Regions from separate parts of the Mus musculus genome. Here region 2 is linked to region 1. A link is a contact called in public HiChIP or PLAC-seq data. All regions are on one chromosome and are shown on one strand. The core of a region is the stretch at or near the end of the contact, and the rest is flanking DNA. Distances in the headings are between cores, read along the strand shown. Region 1 holds the start of Tmem255a (transmembrane protein 255A). Region 2 overlaps Atp1b4 (ATPase, (Na+)/K+ transporting, beta 4 polypeptide).

Region 1 (5,567 bases), core at 1,042-3,541:
GGAACCTAGAATTATCTATTACTCTACTCAAGAATTTTCTACTGAGTTTGGCCTGTGGATTCTTTACCAAACGCTATTTGTGATGATTGTTCGTTCCTTGTCTTTTGAGATCTATGAGTCCCTTCCCTGCACTGCCGAGCTCAGCTTCTTGTTGCCCAGACATTTAGAAAAATGCAAGACAGGCTGGGGGCCCTGGGAATACAAGAGAGAACTCTCTTCATCTTGTTCTGAAACCCACAAAGCAGTGTCAGGTAGCAAGCCTTTCAGCCCTGTGCCTCCAGTCTGCTCAGTCCCCGCAGACGGGGTTCTGGGTGGGGAGGGTTTGGTTTGCAGGTGGTTGCCGCACACAGTTGGGATGGGCTCTGCAGAACCCTCGCCCTCTCGCGCCCAGCTCTTTCATGCTGTAGCGCCTGAGCCATGGTAGCGCCGCAGCTGGCCAAGGCAAGGAGTGCTTTTGGAGTTCTGTGTGCCTGTGTATGCGAGGGGTGGAGTGGGGGGCGGGGAGGGTACTGGAAAGTCTGGTACTGCTGGGTTCGGATTTGGACCCCAGACCTTGGCCTCATTTTGCATCCAGCACCAGATAACTACGACCTTAAAAATGAAAAGTGCAGGGCTTCTACTGACAGGCCTTCCACCGTTCAGATGATAACACTTTCGGGGGCCCTTGAACGAAATTTGTTGCGACTGAGTCTTTTGCAGGCAGCGGAGAGCTCACACTGGGCTCAATCTCCTTGCCCCTCCCCTGTGCATGTTCCAGCAAATTCATCGGAGAAGAGCTGAGAAGACTGAATGGCAGAGATTCGGGACAGAGGAGTTTTGCAGAATGTGAAATATGATAGAAACGACGAATTGGGCTAGATTAAAGTGACAATTTTTAAGTTTAGGTGGAATTATGGCTCCACAATCCCTTCACTCTTACCCAAGGCTCCAAATTAATTTCTTCTCCCAGCGAAGACTTAGGAAGGTGCCTAACAGCGAAAGGCAATTGTTTTGTTTTGTTTCGTTTTGTTTTTTATTTCTTAAAATTCGTTTGTAGCTACCGAAAAGCACCCTCGAGGGGCCTCCAAGTTGGTGCAAGACGGTAGCGGACCTCTAGATTTTAGGAAGGTGTTGAAAGGTGCCCCTCCCCCTTCATTCCGCTGAAGAGGAAAGCGCGACTTCAGAAGATGCGCGGGCTTGCGCTGGATCCTATTTTTCTAGTGCTCTCACCACCACCACCCCCCACCTCTCTCTCTCTCTCTCTCTCTCTCTCTCTCTCTCTCTCTCTCTCTCTCTCTCTCTCTCTCTCTCTCTCTCTCTCTCTCTGCGTTTGGAGTAGAATAGAAATCAAATTCAAGGACTGATCATTCTGCTACGTATGTCCAGGCTGTGCTGTCTTGAGTGATTCCCCAGGATTTCCCGTCCTGCCAGCATACCCTTTCTTCTACCCCCATTCCCTTGAGTAGCACCCCACCACCACCACCCCACCCCACACACCGGGTCTGCGAAGTGTAAATCAGCTCCCGGACCACTGCAGGTCTGAATTTCAAGATATCACCTAGAGTGAGTGAGTGTGTGTGTGTGTGTGTGTGTGTGTGTGTGTGTGTGTGTGTGTGAGTGTTGGGGGGGGGTAAGATCCTGCTTCTTCTAATTATCATTAGTCGTGATCTTAGAAGTGATGTGGACTTTGCAAAGAAGGAGCGTCGAATCGAAAGCAAAGGCACAGGTTTGGAGGAAGTGTTTTGATGCCCAGACAGCTGAGATTTACCACAGCTGCAAGTCTGTACACACACACACACACACACACACACACACACACACACACACACTCACATGCACTCCGGGCTAGGTAAGGCTACTCCAACCCTAGCTTGGCGCTCCAATCTCAAGCGCGTCACACTTGTCACAGCTGGGCCGCTCCCTTGGGGCTCTGGTCCACCTTCCAGATACTCGAGTTTGTGGACCCCCATCCCGGTTGCCCTCTCTCTGGCTGGCACTGGGGCAGGCAGGAGCTGGCTGTCCTGGGGACAACGCACTTACCCCCTTACTGCTGCCTCCCAGAGGACAGGACTTACCCATGGAATCGGGAAGGGACATGTCGCTGGACCGCTGCTGAGTCAGGGACTGATGCATGGTGAAAGCTGTCCAGTTGCCCCTGTCCCCGAAGCTGCTTCAAGAGCCCCTGGCTCAGGGCGCCCCGCAGAGCATCCTACTCTGCCGCTGCCTCTCTCGGTCTTCCCTAGCGCTGAGAGGGACTGACTGCCTCGGGTTGAGAGCTGCAGCCCAAGTGCCGCCTCCCCCTCCCTCCCCCTCTTCTCCCTCCCTCCTCTTCTGCCTCCCTCTGCTCCGGGAGGCAGCAGCATTGGCGTCCATGCAGCAGCGTGCGCTTGCGCAAGACCCCCCCTTTCTTCCTCCCCCCTCGGCCTCCCCATCCTAGTTATCCACCTCCCAGCCTGCCAGACAGGGAGACCGTTTCGCCCCTTGGGGCCAAAGCTGCGCAGAGAGAAAAAGGAGGCTTCAGCCTGAGGCCAAGGGGCCTTCTCCCAGTTTGAACAGAAGGTCTTGGGCGATCATCTTTTCTTTTACAAGATTCATAATTGGGGAGGGGGACAGAGTTAGAGGTTCGGAGCTGGAGAATGCACACAGTGACACAGACAGACAGGCACACACACACACACACACACACACACACACACACACACACACTTGTTCAGGTCTGATCTTACAGCTTCCAGAATAACATAATGGAGCTGGAGACAGTCCAGAAAAGGGCCACTCTATAATCAAAAGGATGGTAGTGGTTGGAGGGGGGGCAGAATGCCTTATGAAGATAGATTAAACAAATGCGCACTCTTTAGTCTAGAACGATGAAGGCTGAGAAGGGATGTGACCGGAGTGTATAAAATTATACAGTTAGAGACAGAGAACACAGCCTTATTCATCACAACTGATAATTTGAAAAGCAACAACCCCCCCCAAGAGTTATAAGGAGGTTCAGCTAAAGAAAACATGACACTCTATCAGTACCCCAGTTTGTATTTTTGTTCCAGGAGATTTTATATCAAGATAGGCTTTTTTAGACCATAGCAGCCGTGTAAGGGAGAAAAAGGAATGATCCATAGACCCATTTTGCAGATGAAGAAACTGAGTATCAGTTGAAACTCTCCATGCCTTTGCAGCTACTAAATTACAGAGGTGAGATGCAAACCTGGATATCAAATGCTCTTGCTAAGGAGGCAGGCTCTGTGGCCCTGCTTGCACAACTCCTAATTTAGGTTGTGAAGGCCTAGCCTTTAAGGGCTGAGACATCTCTCCAGCCCTGCTTCCACAACTCAATCCAAGCTAAGTGTAAAATTGTCCAGACAGGCTAGGGGGAGGGGGTCAATATACAAAGCATCTGTTTGGCAAGCCCGAGGTCTGAGTCCCATGCCCCTGCACCCAAGTGAAAAATCAGGTGCAACAGCACTTATTTGTAATCCCAGCCTTGGGGAGGCAAACACAGGAGGATTCCCCAGGGGTGCTGGCCAGTTCCAGGTCCAATGCGGAGATGCTGTCTCACAAAATAAGGTGGAGAGAGTGGTTAAGGACCACCCCTGACATCTACCTCTCATCTCGACAAACACACATGTTCATACATGTGCGCACCCGGGAGCGGCGCGCGCGCGCGCACACACACACACACACCCCTCCTGACTTGACCGTGAACCAACCGGGTGAAGGAAAGTACTGTGTTCCTCCCAGATCTGCCTTGCTAATCTGCTGCGAAACATTGTTTCCTTACCCAGGAAATGTAACCAAAGACCCTTGCCCTTTTCCACCTTCCAAAGGAAGAAAAGATTCTTCCTGAAGGTTAAAAGGAAGGCTTTTGTAAAGAACTTGGATACCCCAGGGGCCAGGTTGAATGCTTTGTCACGTATTATTAGCAGTTCTACACTACAGATGTGGTCTAAAGATCTGTGGCACATGTCCTAGATAGAGGCAAGATGGCCACTCTTGTAAAGATGTGTGTCTTAATCAAGCTTGGCGTGTAGGTCGTTCTTCAGGAGCTGCACAAAGGCCCAAGGAAAACTTGGATTTTTGCTGTTGCAAAGATAGTCTTTCGGTCCTGTTTGTTTAGCCCTTCTTTCTACCACTTTGAATATCTCATACTTAATGTGAAGAACCCCTGTGAACAGTACTGATGTCTCAGGGGTGCTTTGTCGTTAGCTTATTTTCGCTTCTGCGAGAGTAGCCTTGAAGAGAAGAAGTATTTATACAGGCTAGAGAAAAATGTTTACCACCATCCTCTTCAGCGATACGTGGCTCTCCTATAGCAACCATACAGCGAGAGAGCCCCAAAATGCCAAATACAAACTTGTTTACCGGAGCATGCTGCTTTAAGTGGATTCAACTAAGCTTTTTTCAGTTTAGAAAGAAATGCACTACCCATCCAGTGAAGCAGAGAGCATATGGTATTGGACCTTTATGAAAAGAACCACAAACCAGTGAGGACTCCTTAATGAAGGAAGGGAAAAGCCTTGCCTTCTGCAGTATCTGTGGCAATTGAACATCATTTCTAAAAGAGCTAGGGGAGTTAGCTGTTTAAAAGAGTGGTGTGCTGTATGTGTCTTTTGTGCTGTATCTTGTAGGGGGGTGGGGACTTTTGGGACTTGGAATGCAGCAAACACTTAAGTTAAAAATGACTTTGAGATGAGCAGCATAGACAGCCCCAGTGGCTGTGGCGAGGCAAGGAGTAGTAGCAGCCTCCTGCCCTGAAATCCTGTTCTTGTTTGGATCTGGAGGAGGGGGCTATCATGAGAACTGGTGGGTGGGGTCAGGGGACATGGTGAGGGACTTACTTCAGGTCCCTAAACTTCTTTTCATCCAAAGAAAGTCTATCTGAATTCACAATGAGCTGGACAACTAAAAAGCAAAGGGGAATTTTTCATGGAATTCATCCCAATTTCCTTCCTGTCCAAACATGTACAGATTTTATGCATAAATGGACTCTTAATAACTTTTACAAATAGTCAAACCATCTAGAGGTAGGAACAGGTATTTCATGCAAATGGAGACTACTGTAAAATTACTTGGTTAGCGTCTGATTAAAAAAAAAAGAAATTACTAAAGTAGCTTAAAATAAATCCTTTTCATTGCATGCTTAATCAAGCATACAGTGCTGCCCTGGGTTGCAAACTCTTTTACAGCATCAGGAAACTTTGCCAATGGATCTGCAGCCTAATTCTCTCTATCTTCTTGAAGCCAATAATGAAGACTCTTCCCAGAAGCCTTCAGACTAGAAAAATGCCAGATGGCGCTCTGTCTCTAACACATTCACCTTGGGAATACTCAGAACAATCACCTTATTTTGATGATCAATTTGACTTAGTTAAATTACTGTAGTACCTTCCAGATTCCAAATTCGGGACTGTAGACCAGAAGGATCATGTCTACACACACACACACACACACACACACACACACACACACACACACACACTATGTATGTATATTTAAAGTGGTGGTCATATACATATTAGTATCAAAAACATAATGTGCACATATTTATACATATATGCATATATGTATGAACATTCAAATCATTATCT
Region 2 (5,567 bases), core at 1,632-4,131, 83 kb after region 1:
AACAGCCATAGTTCATGAGCACTCTATTACCTGGTGTGATGTGATAAGGGTAGCCCTGTTTAATCATTCCCATTATTTGGTTCCTCTTGCTTACTCTCTGAATTCCTTGTACGGTAATTAGGCTATACAGAGAATGTGGACAGAAACGTGAGTTTGCTTAAGCTCACTACAGACTGAATGGCTATCCATCAAGTTCCTGTGTACCTGATCTGAATTCTAATAGAAGTGAACCTCCAATAAGGACTTAGGTAATAGTTTCTAATTTATACCTGCCTCAGCTCCAAAATCCAAGACAGGGTACCATGCTGTGATTCTTTAAAGATAAGCTACAATCATAGGCTCTTTGTAGAACAGTGCCAAGTACTCAGAAAGGCATAGTCACACCCTAGAAATTTTCCTCTGAGGACAAGTCAGAGTTGAGCTCTGCCCAGTTCTAATTTTAGGCTTGGGACAATTGGTTGAGAGTCACACAGTGATTTTACCTGAGCACGAGTTCCTTTAGGCTAGACTATAACCCATTATCTCATATGCATCTGATTTTGCTTACAGAAAGGTGATGAAAATGACATTCGATCCATCAATTACTACCCGGAGTCCGCTTCTTTTGACCTCCGCTACTACCCTTACTATGGCAAACTGACTCATGTAAGCTGTATCCTTCTTTCTCCTTTGTCACTAAGGGCTCAAAGAGAAAGAAAAGGCTGCCTGGGATTAGGAAATGCTGGTAGTAACAGATGAGTAGCTGTAAACTATAATGGGGTTGAGGTCAGGGCCAGCTCCCTCCACATATTTCTAACAGCCTCAAATCTTTCCAAATCGGAAAGACAGTCATATCTAGTCCCATTTAAGCACTTCAGTCTTCAGATGAGAAAACTGGAGTTCAGGACGGGGAAGGGACTTACCTAAAGTCACATGGTTAATTAGTGGCAAAGCCAGGAAGACACAGATTATTAACAGTGTATTTAATGTCCAAGTAATAGCACTTTGCTGTTTCTCCCATTATACACCATGAGCCAGCACAAGCTTCATGTCCAGTATGGCATCTTGATGTATATTAGTTCTGGCTTTGATTTCTGGTCTGCTATCCATAAAAACCAAATCATTCTGAGTCAGAATTGGTTTCCCCCAGAGGATAGTCAGACATCTTGACACAAACTTATAAGCAAGTCAAACAATTTCTCCAAAGTAGGGAAAGTATATTGTTTACTGTGGACATTTGGGACTTGGCATCATGAAATCTGCACAGTTTCTTCTGCTGATGCGATCCTAACCTGCCTTGAGTATCTGATCATCACCCCTGCCCCATCCTCGCTGCCCACTTGACCCATTTAGAATTCATTGTTCTTGCACCTACAGGTTAACTACACCTCCCCGCTGGTGGCAATGCATTTTACAGATGTGGTGAAGAACCAAGCAGTGCCTGTACAGTGCCAGCTGAAGGGCAAAGGCATCGTAAATGATGTCATCAATGATCGTTTTGTTGGGAGGATAATCTTTACCCTGAACATAGAAACCTAGGAACTCCAGGGAGCCACTCCCACCAGCCACTCCACCATAATCTAATTCTGATTATGTTCTATTTTGTGTCACCCCTGGTAGCCCCTCAATTCCTTTTTTCAGTTAAGACACAGCCAGATGGACCCCTAAGATCATCTTTCCTTGCCTTTGACGTGTGTATGAAGTGATATTGTGGGACCTGCTTGGTTTTTTTTTAAGGTCATCATCTCTCCTGATGACAAATATGACTATATTAATTTCTGCTCCTTCACTTCAAATTCAGACCTATTCTTGCTGCTAGAAGTCTCACTATATACAAAAACAGTATCTGATAGCATTCACCATGGTCAGGAGAGTGTTCTATCACGTTTTCTAAAAATATGTTGGTTTTAGAGGTGATACTATTCCCAGAATCTAACCAACCCATAGACATCTTTAAAACTGCCTGTCAAGGTCTTTTCTCAGAAACCAACATCAGACCAACCAAGACTACTACTCTCTCTACAGAACTTTATATCTGGGGGGGGGGGGTTGAAAATTTGGCTGTCTCCCATAGGTGACTCAATACTGATTTAAAGACTCCATTATTTTCAGCCAGGACAGCAGGACAGCAGGATAGCAAGCAAAGCTGACACATTATTGATCTGGGCTAGAGATGAAGACCTTCTGTGAGACGTTTTGTGGGGAGAGTTAGATCCTAGTATAAGTGAGAAGAACTGTTAGCATAGGGTGTGCTTGGTTGTTGAGTGCTCTGTAGTTTAATCATCCAAAGGCAAACGGGTTTTTCTCCACTCCAGGCAAAAGAGAAAACATGAAAAAAAATATTCTTTGGTCAAATCTTTTTGGCCCATATGCTTGATAGTTGTGTGGTTTTCTTTGAGATAAGCAGCGATGGGTGCCTTGAACCCCACCCCCCACCCACAGCTATAACCTTGGGGATTGAAATTAGCATTCTCCAGCTAAAACATGGCAAGACAGAAAGCTTCTGTCAGGCCTCCCTGAAGCCAATGCTCATTAGCCAGTTTTGCATCTACTTTAAAAAAAAATCACATGAGGCAGATGTTTATTCAGGTTGTGGATCAGCCAAGTGACTTTGTTTTTATCTTTGGCCATGTGACCATTCCAATCGCTTCTTAACACCTCCACCAGGGGGAGGGCTGGGACAAAAAGAGGAGGCAAGCATTACAGACCAGCATCCTGTCTCAGGGTCCAAAGCAAACTTAAATTCCACTTACAAGGCTGCAGAATCTGATCTACTCTACAATGTTTAGTTTCTCCCAAATTAGGGAACTGGAAGACTAATGGGGAAAGACAAGTGAAACCTGGCTATAATGTAGGGTGACAAGAGACCTAAAAATAGTATACGGAAATGCTATGGGAAACATGAGGCACAATGACTCTCTCCAGCTGTGACAGTAACAGAGGAAATGACACATTCGAAGCCATAAGCATGAAGACATCTTGTGCTTTGGTGATTCTGAACAGTTCACATGAGAGCTCACGGGAAGGATGAGGAGACTGAATCGCACAAGTACTTAGAGATGTTGAGAGAAAGGGAGTCTTTAAAGTGGTTTAATCAGGAAATCCCTGTAAGCACATTTGCATTTGATCAAGAGCACTGGGGCAGTCATAACATCAGGAGTGAATCCATGACAGAAAGGACAAAACCAAGACAGGAATTGGGGGAGAGGAGGAAGAGTGGACAAATGAGCCCAGGATTTTGAGCTTGGCAAAAATCAATGAGATAGTGATATTGATAATCGAGGAATAAAAGAGAAAGAGATTGGAAAGGAAGCTGTTGAGGTCACTTTGGGACAGTTTTATCTTGTGAGTTCCTCTGGTCAGACACTGATGTAGAGATATGAACACATGTAGAGTAGAAGAGAAGGAAAGCAGAAGACAAAAGCAACATTTGATGATGTGAACTCATTTAGGAAATATTTAATCTTGGGAACTTGAGCCAGTTATGTAAACACACTGATCTAGCTCCTAATGTGGTGCTTTTCTCTGGGTCTTGTTGCAGAATGGGCTGCTATTACTCTTGGGAGTCTCCCTTGCAGAGCCCTTCTAAATATTCTCCATACTAGTGAGGGGCAGACAGCATTTAACAAGCAACAGAAGATGAGCGGGACGGCAGGGCTACATAAGACACCAACACAAAAATCCCGACTCCTCCGGAGTTACTTTCTCACAAAGTTCAAGTTTCCTAGCCTTTGAACAGAAAACTAATAAAAAATGAAAACGAGAACAGCTTGAGACCATTTAAAAATGGCCTTAATCAAAACCTTAAGATTTAATAGCAAAAGAGTATACAGCATCTGATCTGGAAAGGATCTTTAAGGGAAACAACCTGCATTGCATCTGACTCCAGGTCCAGTGCTCTCTCAACTCAGAGCTGCTGCTTACCAGGAAGTACCATCTTTTTAAAAGTCAACAGACCATATCCCAAACATTCTGAAACATGTCAAACTTGAGTTAAAATAGTTAACATTTCACAGGAATTCAACTACTGGTGCTATATTTTATACATAATACATGGTCCTGTTGAATATGTTTAACTATTAGATAAGAAATTAGGAATGATTTTGTCATATGTGTTTCTCATTCGGTGGCAGATATAATGTCCACAGTTTCAAAGAAGTATTCAAAAGTACTAAGACAGTTTGTGCTGTCAGCTGGAACATGAAAAATGGCTTTCTTATTCAAAACTGGATATTATACAGAACTGGATTAATGAGTATGTTTGTTCATGTGCAATTCTAACTGTTCAATAAATTTCTAGTTGATTAATTTAAATGGGCTCCCATACTGTGCTGTACCAGGATTTGATTTCTATACCATCTGTTGCAATGCACTTGGCTTTACTTGTCAATGAGAAATACTACTTCCACATGGCTTCATGGTTTTGTTCTTGCTATAGTTTATGTATGCGTTTTCACTTTTGACTCCTTTGAAATCATTATTTTAAAGAAATCATCCTTAGGCATCCATTTACTTGGAGTCTTCGATGTAGAAAATATTTATACTGTCTTGGGGAGTTGGTGCCAACAATAAACGAAATAAAAAGCAATGTATGATCCCTCTTTCTGGATCTGATCACTGACTCCACACACTCTCCACACCCCCTACACCTCCCCCCCCCACACACACCCACAGGGATATTGAACAGCAAGCCACATGGAAGGAAAGCTTGACAACTGACAACCTATTAGCTGAAGGCTGGTTTTCCTCTCTATAACAGCAGTTCTCAACCTTCTTAATGCTGCGACCTTTTAATACAGTTTCTCATATTGTGGTGCCCGTCCCCCCAACCATAAGATTAGTTTACTGGTACTTCATAACTGTAATTTTGCGTCTGTTTTCCAATGGTCTTAGGAGACCCCCTATGAAAGGGGTTGCAACCCACAGGTTGAGAACTGCTGATTGATAGGGACATGAAGATAAAAACTGATTTATCTAAGAATATTTTTCTTTCCAGTATTCAGTTTTCAATTTCTCAAAAAAACTGCTTTGTCATAGCCATCTTGCTTTGCCCCTTTATTTTACCCTCTTTTTCTAAACACTTGGCCCCCATCATGACCAGCATCTTCCTTTATCAAGGTTGAATCCTGCCATAAATTGTTCTATTTATATAGGACATGTACACGCTAAGTGATGCTTTGAGGTGGGGGGGGGGTGGAACCAAGATCTAAATAGAATCCCTGCAAACACTCAATGGAAGCCTGGCTAGGTGGCTTCCAGGCATATCTGACCACCCAAACTGACTCCCAACTTGAATCTTTCCTGGACATAGCAGCTGAAGACAAATATCCCCAGCTCTTTATTCAACTTAGAGGCTTGGCTGCAACAGGGATATTTTATTTCCTTGGAAGTTTCCCTAGCTGACAATCTACTAGATGTTTCATTTGGGATATATTAAGAAAAGGGATAAATACATTTTTCTGTTCTTGCCTCTTCATTAGAGTCCATTCTTTTGCTGAGTTTCCCTTAAAATATCTGTATATATTAAAGGAATTTAAATCATACAAAAATGTGATTTACACTGTGCATTTCTCCATGCAGAAATGTTT

What was found. HiChIP or PLAC-seq counts read pairs in DNA pulled down with a chosen protein or histone mark.
Region 2: an H3K4me3 HiChIP or PLAC-seq map of bone marrow-derived macrophages shows a contact between it and region 1, with 2.8 times the contacts expected there. The contact joins the enhancer-like site here to the promoter of Tmem255a in region 1. A contact is called at or near these places in 17 of 39 promoter capture datasets (the 3T3-L1 cell line, 3T3-L1-derived adipocytes, the C10 cell line and 9 more), 1 of 15 datasets of contacts at CTCF or cohesin (pro-B cells), 38 of 484 Hi-C or Micro-C datasets (the AML12 cell line, the C10 cell line, the G1E-ER4 cell line and 22 more), 3 of 115 datasets of contacts at active chromatin or transcription factors (bone marrow-derived macrophages, neural tube and stem cell-derived neural progenitor cells) and 1 of 9 other capture datasets (pancreatic islet).

The regions. Positions count from the first base shown.
Region 1 is chrX:38,250,190-38,255,756 of GRCm38.p6, forward strand. It overlaps Tmem255a (transmembrane protein 255A), which reads right to left and starts at 2,292. Exons shown (of 10, transcript NM_172930.4): 1 at 2,055-2,292. The coding sequence starts at 2,112.
Region 2 is chrX:38,332,205-38,337,771 of GRCm38.p6, forward strand. It overlaps Atp1b4 (ATPase, (Na+)/K+ transporting, beta 4 polypeptide), which reads left to right. Exons shown (of 8, transcript NM_001290389.1): 7 at 550-645; 8 at 1,357-4,580. The coding sequence ends at 1,518. Among named protein-coding and RNA genes, the nearest start is that of Atp1b4, 19 kb to the left of the region's middle. Within about 2 kb of position 2,882, at least 16 of the 459 cell types and tissues checked have an H3K27ac peak or open chromatin away from gene starts, as enhancers often do. A contact at or near this core is called in the G1E-ER4 cell line and bone marrow-derived macrophages, where this site is marked.